Linked DNA regions of Mus musculus: region 1 is linked to region 2. A link is a contact called in public Hi-C data. All regions are on one chromosome and are shown on one strand. The core of a region is the stretch at or near the end of the contact, and the rest is flanking DNA. Distances in the headings are between cores, read along the strand shown. Region 1 holds the start of Ap1ar (adaptor-related protein complex 1 associated regulatory protein). Region 2 has its middle 12 kb from the start of Tifa.

What was found. Hi-C and Micro-C count contacts between places; a contact is called where the count stands out from the background.
Region 1: a contact with region 2 is called in a Hi-C map of the MNK3 cell line, with 3 times the contacts expected there. The contact joins the promoter of Ap1ar here to the enhancer-like site in region 2. A contact is called at or near these places in 2 of 39 promoter capture datasets (erythroid cells and macrophages), 1 of 15 datasets of contacts at CTCF or cohesin (the NIH/3T3 cell line), 54 of 484 Hi-C or Micro-C datasets (3T3-L1-derived adipocytes, the AML12 cell line, B cells and 38 more), 15 of 115 datasets of contacts at active chromatin or transcription factors (the 230-238 cell line, the SCID.adh cell line, T-cell acute lymphoblastic leukemia and 10 more) and 4 of 9 other capture datasets (adipose tissue, liver, macrophages and 1 more).

What each region holds. Positions count from the first base shown.
Region 1 is chr3:127,835,444-127,840,792 of GRCm38.p6, forward strand. It overlaps Ap1ar (adaptor-related protein complex 1 associated regulatory protein), which reads right to left and starts at 2,080. Exons shown (of 10, transcript NM_145964.3): 1 at 1,706-2,080. The coding sequence starts at 1,782. Gm43653 (a long non-coding RNA gene) reads left to right here and starts at 2,054. Exons shown (of 2, transcript XR_003954551.1): 1 at 2,054-2,740; 2 at 3,423-5,349.
Region 2 is chr3:127,798,979-127,804,260 of GRCm38.p6, forward strand. No RefSeq gene overlaps it. Among named protein-coding and RNA genes, the nearest start is that of Tifa, 12 kb to the left of the region's middle. Within about 2 kb of position 3,998, at least 34 of the 459 cell types and tissues checked have an H3K27ac peak or open chromatin away from gene starts, as enhancers often do. A contact at or near this core is called in the MNK3 cell line, adipose tissue, bone marrow-derived macrophages and 6 more, where this site is marked.

The sequences.
Region 1 (5,349 bases), core at 830-3,329, 35 kb after region 2:
TAAAATCAACGCAGACTTTTGTGAGTGCCCAGTTTTTCACTTAAACATGTACCCATTAACTGCCCAGATGCACACCTAAAGGAAAACAACTAACAGCGACTAAACTGAAAGGCAGTTTAATACCACATGCTTCCAGGAAGCTGCTAGAACTGTTAAGACTGATACCAAACGGTAAGTTTATGGGAAGATTCAAGTAAGGGAACTGTTGAAGCCTATGCTTATAGATGCCAAGAAACAGGACTGACACAGATCACATGGTCTTCGGCATCAGCATCCACAACCCCTAGGACTCACTCAAGGAGTCAGCCAAAGACAAAGTACAGACTCTCGATCAAGCACTACAACATATCTACAAGGATCACATGCCTCACGTGATCTCACCCTGCTAGCCTCTCCTATGCTGCCAAGCCTGGGCTGAGCCAGGAGAACCCGCAATTTTAATGAATAGTGTGTAATGAAGATATCATTTGTAAAATCACTGTTAAAAAAAAAAATACCCAAGGTTCTTACAGAACCCGGGTAATGTACTCCAAAGTCAAATACAAAAACATTGTCTACCGCAGAATTCAAAGCACTCCCTCCCAGAGTTTGACTGTTAAGCCTTCCAAGGAATGATAATAAAGTCAAAGATGTTGTAATGTCCAGTTCTTCCATGAGCCCCTTTCCATAGCTTCACAAACGAGTTCACTCACGAAGTACTTGGAATAACATGATTTTGGATCACAATGCACAACAGCTGTCAAAGTAAAGTACAGAAATCAGGAAAATCAAAATACCAAACTAAGTAGAAATGTTTTAAGTCCATCCCCTCCCATTCTAGGGACGCATAGAGTAACACCTTCACTACTTTGACACACTGCTTAATTAGTGAATCATTTTATAATGCACTCATGACCCAAAGATTCGAATTACAAATCACTTGGTTCCAGTTTGTGTGGGCTGAAAGCTTCCCAATACAAAGCTATTGGCTGAAAATTGGGCACCATGCTTAAGAAAGTTCAAAACAGATATGTTCTTTAGTTAGATTGGCTGGCTTAGATTTTTTGATTCTAGGTTTTAATTCCCGAAAAATGCTTAGGAATAATAAAATCAACATCAATGCTATGTGCCCCCGGGTTTTTTGTTTTGTTTTGTTTTTTCACTATTCTAGGAAATAAAGGTACAACAGTAATCACACAATTTTGCTATTGGATAGAAAAATCTGAAGCATATCCCACTTTCCTCACAAGAGACGTGCTGCTCGGTGACATTTTGGTTAGATTATCGAGCATAAGGGTAGCAATCACAGCATGGTATTCCTCTCCAAAATTCTAAGTTATTGCTATGAAAGGATTCGCATACAGCCGCACCAGTCGCTTCAATGGCCAGTGTGCACTGCGATCCTGCAGCTCTTTACCTAAGAGTTCACCAGAGCCTGGAGCAGAAGTGACTTCTATTTAAAATGCACCTGGGGCATCAACCTTGGGGCCAGATTTTCACCTGTTCTGTCAAGGCCCAAAAGGAAGACCAAACACAGAGACAGAAGCTTTGGCGTTAAGTCAAAGCAGGGTGTGTCCAGGAGGCAGTGCCGGGTGCTTACAGGAGATCGTACCTCCCGAGGTAAGTCCTCAGGGACAGGGAGCCTGCACGGGGGCGGCGGGCACCACCACCACCGCCGATCCCCGGCCGCGCATCCCGGGCATCCCGGGCCTGCGCTGCCGCTTACCCTCCGCCCGCTCGCTGCAGCCGACCCGCTTCCCGGCGGAGCAGCCCGAAGCATTGCGTCCAGCAGCAGTTCCCCATCGCATGCCGCCCGGAGCCGCCGCTCCTCCTCCTGCCCCGAGCGCGAGCCCAGGCGGAGCAGCTGCATCCGCGCCGGCCGGAGCTCGGCAGACGGCGACGCCGGGAACAAAGGCCGCCGCTAGGCCCGCGGGCTCCGGGCTACCGCGGCGCGAGGGACGAGCGCAGGGCCGTGGGGTCCCGGGTCTCCAGCCGTCCGCATGGCCCGCTCGCCACCCGCCCGGCCGCCCGCGCCCGTCACCGCCCCGGCAGCCGCGGGAGGCCCGCGCCGCCACGCCCCCTGCCGCTCCCGGGCTCCCATTGGACACGTTTCTGGCGGCTACCGCTTCCGGCGGCTGGCGCGGGCGTCATTTCCGCTGGATTCCGGCTTGGCTGGCAGCGCCGGGCAGGAGGCGCTGTTCTCGGTTGTAGGTGCTGTGTGCTGAACCTGATCCTAGACGGGGATCTGCTCTCTCTCTCTCTCTCTCTCTCTACGCCACTTCTGGCGCCTTCGTCGCCCGCTGTCAAGCAGTGGGGATCATGCAGCGCATGCTCGAGCGCAAGCTTAGCCTTCGAACTTTGTACCTAGAGCGCACGAGCCTCCCCTTCTGCAGCAGCGGGTCGGAAGTCACCCAACGAGTGCGCTCCAGGATGGCACCAGAGCTAGAGGCAGAGAGGAGGGACTCACTGCCGTTACTTAGAACACACTAAGAGGCTTTTTGTTTTATTTTGTTTTGTTTTGTTTTAATTCTTAAAATATTCTCGTTTGCGGAGCAGCTTATTCTCGTTATACTGCCAGCGGACTGGAGAGACACTGTGCACTCCTAGGCGGATTTTCTTTTATTAAAAACGAAAAGTTCCAGCTTGGGCATGTAGCTCGGTTGGTAGAAGTGTGGTGGAAAAATCTGCAGTCAACAGCACTTGAGAGATGGAAGCAGAGTCATAAATTCAAAGTCAACCTCAGATACACATTAAGTTGGAGGTCAGTCCGGACTGTGTGAGACCCTGTATTTTTATTTTTTATTTTTTAAATTAAAAGTAATTTCAGGTGGAGAAGAGGAGAACCAGAAGAAGTCAGCAAAAGGTCTTGGGTTTTCGGGAGAACAAGCCATTTCTAATTCAAATATAATATTCTAATTCCAAGTTAAGAAGAGCAAGGCTGGGGTAAAGGTCCATGTTCTCAAATGCCACCCTAAAAACCCCCTTTCAGACACCAGGTAGCTTTAAAAGCAGAAGGCAGAAGTATGCCTGGGAGTTGGAGGCCGGCCTGATCTACAGAGCCAGATCCTGGCCAGCCATGTCTATGTAATGAAACCCTGTCTAACCCAACTGGATCCAAGGCATAGTTGTTTCACAAATGCCCAGTTCTGTGGATAACATGCTCCACTGATACCATATATTACAATTTTAACCCACTTTAGTGTGAGTGAAATGGTGACATTGAAAAAAAAAAAAGAAAAGAAAACAGTACTACTAGGAAAACATTCTTTCAACTACTCATTTTGTTGGTTCTTAGCATCAAGGCCAGCCATGATTTCAGTCTTAGCACTTAGTGAACTTGACTCTTTGGTATTCAAGTGGACAAGCCCCACTGCTCATTGGATGCCAGTGAAATGGCTTAATGGTTTCCTAAATTGTCACTGCATTTTCCTCCTCTCTTCCAGTACCTGAAATCAATAATAATAATGTAGCCTTGGAAATGGAACTATAAGTGCGTAAGGAAGCTGGTGCACACAGCCTGTAGATACTACCCAGTGTTGATGAACATGCCTTGAGTGAATGAGTCTGCAGAAACTGATGCTAAACTAAAGTCTGTAAAGCTTACATATTGCACAACTACACTTACAGGAACGTTTTAAAAAGGCAAAGTGATACAAATGACAAGCACAGCAAAGGGCTCCCAGGGGATAAGAAGTGGATCCATGGTAGAAAGTCTGTATTTGGGCTCTATGGATATCATCATGCCCGAGTTTGTGGTACTGTCCTGTGGCTTTGTCAGACACTACTATTGAGGGAAAGTAATGTAAGATATAATGGTGATAATAATAAATAATACATTATCTTACTTCTTTTAAAAAGGTCTGTGTGTGTGTGTGTGTGTGTGTGTGTGTGTGTGTGTGTGCACTCGCCCACACGAGCATGCATACAGATGCCCATAGAGGCCAGAAAAAAGGCATTGGATCAACACAGGCTGGAATTGGTTATAAGTCACCAGATGTAGGTAGTAGGGACCCAGCTCATGTCCCCTGACCCATCTCTCCAGCCCCTCTGTATTATTTCTTGAAACTTCATGTGACACCTTGATAATTGCTCATTTAAGCTTAAGAAATGGGCTGGACATGATGGTGCATGCCTTTAACTCCAGCAGTCAGGAGGCAGAACCAGGCAGACCTCTGAGATTTTTAGGTCTGCGGATTCCTAGAATTCCGGGTCATCCAGAGTTACATTGTGAAACACTGTCTCAAAACAAACAAACAAAACAAAAAACAAAACAAAACAAACAAAAACCCCCAAAGCTTAAGGAATTACAGCTGCAGACTTGACAGGGCACTTCTCATGGGTGCTCTCAGAAACCTCTGTGAAAAACAAATACTATATTACTGGTTAAGTCAGGTCTTAGGATATGAATGGTCTATAAAATCAATGTAGGTGAATAAACCTTTAAACAACAAACTTCACTAAGCAAATCTAAGCAACTTACAATAATAAGTCATTCGCTGGCCAACTTAAAAGGTCTGCAAATGAAATACCCCGTTATGTGCAAGGATCCAGTGAACTGGCTCTCTCTTGAGCCTTAGACACTGACACTTGTAATGGAAAACCATTTGAAAACTATTTATCAGTAATCCCCAAATGAATGATTAACTTGAGGGATGGTAGCTTTGCTGGTACATTCATATTATGCAGTCATCAGAAATATTTTTGAAAGCTAATAGTAGAGGGAATGCCTTTTGACTAATGTGTGAACAATGCTAGTTTGCCGTTTTGTTTTTTGAGATAGGGTCTTGCCACGCAGTCGAGTCTGAGCTCAGCCTAGAGACTGTTTCTGTCCTACGGCTGAGTGAGTAGCATGGCTATAGGCGTGTGCCATTGTGCTGAGGGGTTAAAGCTTTCTGAAGAAATATTGAAAAGATTTGAAACTTTTCATGCAGTCAGTTAACTACTGTTGGTTAATAACCGATGGAAAGAAAACCTGTAGCCTTGAGGAGCATTGATGCAACAGGTGAACGTGAAGGAAACCTAGCTCGAGTAACATGGGCTTGGGTTCCTACTAAGGTGAAATATGTTTCCTTTAGGTTTGGGCAGAGGATGAAGTTAGTAACCACCGTAGCCAAGAATATCCCAAGATAGATGTATGGAATTTATCATAGCTAGGGAATGTATTCATATGAAATGACAAGATATGAAAACCGACCAAGTAGAATATGCAGCTTATCAACACACATAGATCAGCTCTAATAAAGCAGTTTTAATGTCAGCTTTCTAGAGTCCTACCCTTGCCTTTCAGGTATATAAGGCCTCCCTTCCTCACCCTCTTCAAAATTCTCTTAATTAGTATTTTATTATGAAGTCATTTTTTTATAGATGCTC
Region 2 (5,282 bases), core at 2,748-5,247:
TCCAGGAAATGGTAAGTCCCGCCTGTACATCCTGCCCAGCAGGTGTCCAGGTGTCCATGTGCTACCTGTGGGTATGTCATGACATAGCAAGGACAAATGAATGCTGCAGATAGAATTAAGGTTGCTCATTTGATGATCTCAAGTGAAAGAGATCAACTCAAGTAATAATGGGGTCCTTAAAAGGAGGAGGGGGAAACAATGGTACCAGAAGGTTGAAGTGTGACACGGGCTTGGCAGACTAGTATAGGCTTTGCACTGGGAGGAAGGAGGTCATGAACCAAAGCAGCAACATCTTGGAGACAGAAAAATGTGCACAGATGTCTATGTGCTGGAAACGGCATGGAAACCTGGTATGGAAACCTTAGCAAGAATCTAAATCCCAAGGACTCCTGCCGTTGACTTCCACCCACAAAACTTTGTTGCAAATTACAGCAACTTGTTATAGTAGAAAAGAGAAAAGAAACATACTCCCTCTTACGTATGGTTATTGTCTTAGTTATTCTGTCACTGTGGAGAGACAATCAGAATCAAGGCTACTTATAAAAGGAAACATTTAATTGGGGACCTTGCCCACAGTTTAAGAGAGTGAATCCATGACCATCATAGTAGGGTGGCAAGCAAGCAGTCATGGCTCTGGAGCAGCAGCTGGGAGTTCACATCCTGATCCAAAGGTTGAAAGGGGAGAGAGAGAGACTTGGACTGGCTTGGGCTTTTGAAATCTCAAAGCCTCTCCCCTCAGTGATGTATCTCCTCCAACAAGACAACATTCCCTAATCCTTCCTAAATAGTCTACCAACTGGGAACCAGACACTCCAATGAGGGACCTCCAATGACACACCTATGAGGGTCCTTCTTATTGGACCCACCAACCAATGCACTGCCATTTCTTGCCACTGTCAATCAATGACCTCCATGACACTACCCTCCTTTAGCATCTATAATTTCTCTTCTGATGCAAATTTGCAAACTAGATCACCAAGCTTGTTAGAAGTGCTTGCAATGTGAACCATCTGGGGCAAAGGCTGCCTAGGAGTGCAAGAGGCATATGAGAGCATTCTGATTACAAATAACAAAACCTCTTCTGAGCTATGCAAGCACAGAGGGGATTATTAACGGGAAATCTCAGTGTCACACAGAACAATAGGAAGGAACGCTGCAGGCTCACAGTGAGATTGCATTGCCCAGGTTCATTCCTAAATGTGTGGTGGCCCCATTCTCCACCCACATGGCTGCACGTGGCCACCAGGAACTCCCAAGATTCTTGTGTATTAATCACTCAGAGAACCTGACCTTCCTGGTTCAGGTCTTGGAAAGAGTAAGCTTGAATGAGATGCCCAAGCCTCCTCCAACCAACTCTCTGAAGATAACACAATCACATTGTAAAACAACTCTTCCCACCCCTTGCCAGAAGTGGGGTGACCATGTGTGGGGGGGTGGGGAGTGATCAAAGGGGGCGGGGCATTTTCTAACAATTACAAATAAATCTCCATAGCAGAGTGGAAACGAGAACAAAAGAAAAATAGTGTTTAGTGCCACATACTATGAAGCTAAGTGAAAATCTCAACACAGGTCTTAAGGGGACTCTGCCTCTGGGAGTGGGCATATCAACTCATTACGTGTCCTAACAGTCATTGTTACATCCACTGGCATTCTTTTCTTGGATCTGTAGCTTCATGACATGGCCATACAATCCACTGTGGAAAGCACACTCATCTGGCATATATGAGTTTTACATTTTTTATTTTTAAAAATTAAGTATGTAAATATGACTGTGTGGGTGTGTGTATGCTACAGTTATAAGAAGTTGTAAGCTCCCAAGTATGAGTGCTTGGAACCAAGCTTGGGTCTTCTGCAAAAACAGTTGTCAAAGGCCTCTTAACTGGTGAGTCATCTCTCCAGGCCCTGCCATCAGGTTACAAACACTTTTTAAAATTATATTTATGTCTGTGAAAAGTTACACATGAGGGGTGCAGGTCAGAGGCCAACTCTTGAGAGCCAGTTATCTCCTTGCACATATAATGTCTATAATCACTTTCTAAAACTTCTAATTCTAAGTATGCCTTGACTGAGAGGCAGAGGCTCTAACATGAGTATTTGTTTCAGTAGGTGTAGGAGGCAGTGTGTTCCCCACAAGCTGTACTTTAAACATGTAATTTACATGTGTAGATAATATCTACCTGTTAACCATACTAGCCATAACCATACTGTGAGGAGGTGCTGTTGAGAGTTTGAGTAGCAGCTAACTCTACGTTATCTAATGGTTCCATTGTTCTCCTACTTAGTATTCGTCTACTTCTATGATTGTTACTTGGGAATGTAATAGGTGGTGGACTGTGATTGGGACCGACCATTGCAAGTGGTGACTAAGGAGACAGCTGTGGAAAGCGTGGTTGGCATTCAGCGAGCTTCGAACTGGTCTGAGTTGTTCCAGAATCCAGTTACTCATCGCTCTGCTATTCTGTCGATAGGAAACTATTTCTCTGCCTGCAACTCACCTGTCAAGTACTGGGTTTAAGATCAGGGGCTTTGAGGAAGCAAATGGCAAAACTGGGTCAGCTCTGTTGCTGGTCTCATTTTCTTCTTGATGCAAAGCCACCAAGGAACTGGAGGTGAGTATTCTGGCCTCGAGGCCAGAATCAGCAATGTCACTGCTCCAAAGACGAAGTCATAGTAACACAGAAAACCTCTGAGGTTAGATGGTTGTAAGCTTTGACAACAGAACCCATCTTTATGTCTTTTTATGATGCCTGCCTCTCAAATTCCTTCCCTGAGGAAGACATTTACCCCTCCTCCTGAAGTCCAACCATAAAGCAAGGTGTCATTCCATTGGAGTTCATTCTGGGAGGCCCTGAGTTTGTTGTGCTTCCAGATAGGACAGAGTGGGTGAGAAGTTACAGGCAGGAGCATGGGTAGCCCTGAAGGAGCCACACTAAGAGGAAGGTCTGCTCAGCCTAGCATGGATTTTATTTCCATGGACTCCTCTATAGACTCCCCTATGACCATGTAGATGGTCCCCTTGTCCCCTGTCCTTCTCCACTTATGTAGTCTAACTCTCCCTGAAGCCAAAGGCACTTAAGGGCATTGCATACAACTGGTTAGGAGGAAGGGATAGACATTTGGGTTGAGGGTCCCAAGACCCTCCTCAGCCCTTCCTCCACTGAAGGAAGTCCTCAGTCAACAAGTCTAGCTGGGATGATCTTTTGTAGGAGGGCACAGATGATCTGATGATGAGTTTGGCTCAGAAGTGTGCTCTCTCTCTCTCTCTCTCTCTCTCTCTCTCTCTCTCTCTCTCTCTCACACACACACACACACACACACACACACACACACACACACACACACACACACACACACACAGAAATCGTAATTCAAACGGGATGGAAAACAGTTTTATTCTGGAGCCAAGTATGAGTGACCATAGCCTAGAAACATGGATTTAGGTTATCCTAAATTCCATGCATCGACCTGGAAGCAGTTTCATGAAGTTTTTATAGAAACAGAACAAGAAAAGTCATAAATCAAGATGCTTTTCAAACGCACTGGTGTGGACATTAACTGGGTCACTGCAGCACTGTGGAAAACCTCGGCTGTAACCCTCTGTTGTGGTTCGATGACTTTTGGTTAGTGGGGAATTAGGGCGCTGTTAACAGACTCCAAAAGGTGTTACCTGTAGTCAGGGTGTTAGGTTCTAACATAGAGGGGAGCAAAGAATCACTATGTAATGAGCTTAAAAAAATAGCCTAAGATAAATTGCAATTAGTTTCTGGACATTGTCAATTCTAAAGGCATTGAAGTTTCTACAGGCAGTTTCTACCCAGGAATTATCCACAGAAGGTAGCCGTGTTCAAAAACATCACCGGGCTATTTTAAAACTAGTTTTAAATCCCCGCTAAGTAAATGAAACAAAACAAAGCCCAGGCTTCCTAAACCCTCACAAACAAGGCTGACCCAGTTCCTAGAGGAAACATGATGTTCAGTGTGGGCTGTGAATCATGCTGCCAGGGTTTATCTTCATTTCCCATGGATCCTGACACTTTAGTTTCATTTTTCTTTGTTTTGAAACTAAGGATTAAGGCAGTGCCTCCTACACGGGACCTCTGTAAATGAAGCTCAGCCTGAGGGGGACCTCTGTGAATGAAGCTCAGCCTGAGGTGTGGCGTGCAGCCCCTCTTCACGTGCTCCATTATGTAAGGAGTAGCACCGAGCAACTGGGCCTCCTATTTAACGCTCTCTGTGTTAAAACAGTTCTCTCTCCCATGGAACTAAAAGGGAAGAAGAGAGAAGTTTACTTCTGAGCCAAATTTGAGTAACCATATCCCAGGATTGCCCAAAAAGATGTTTCATAGATGTGGGTACATGAGTTTTTTTTTTTTTTTAATCAGTCAAAGAACAAAAAAATTGGTGGGGCTAGTAGGTAGTGGGGTTATAGTCTTATCTTCTGGATTGGTAAAACTAATCTGCTAAGGTTCTGATGGCCCTAAGAATGGTAGGTGAGGCAGAACTGTGGGTAACGGAGGTTTTCAAAGGGACTACAAAGAACACAAGAGAATTTAGCTCTGCAACATTCTAACTTCCTCCATCATTAAGTTCTAATCAGCCAGGCAGGCTGGTAGAATCCTCAGAACTGGGTGGCTTAGATGTTACTATGTCTAGGAGCCAGGGAAAGGGTCTTCAAATAAACGTATCATTTTTAACAAAGAGCTCATAACAATAATTTTCAAATTGCATCTCATTTCTCCTTTAAAGTTTTTTTTTAAGGACGTTAAGTATCATTTTGCTGAAGTTGGTTCTTTCACAGAACTCCATTTTTTTTCTCTCTGCAATCAAATTACTAATAGGAGATACTAAGTAAACAAAGATAGCAAAATATTGTATTCAATGTATCTTCTAAAAGAAAACAGGCTTCTTTTTTAAACAATTTATTTTTTTATGTGCATTGATGGGTTTTGCCTGCTTGTTTGTCTATGTGAGAGTGTGGGATTCCTTAGGACTGGGGTATCAGACAGTTGTGAGCTGCCACCTGGGTGCTGGGAATTGAATCTGGGTTCTCAGGAAAAGCAGCCAGTGTCTTAACCATTGAGCCATCATCTCTCCAGTCCTCACTAGACCAGCTTGTTAGACGTTTGTTAATAAACAATGAGTGGTGTACCTGCATCTAAAGGAAAACTCGAAGTCTGTCCTCGGCTGGAATACAAAAGTACAATTTCAATTTACGTCATTTTAGAGGTAAACAGGAGAATCTTCTGTAAGTTCCCTCACATCACCCCTCAGCCCCCTCCAGC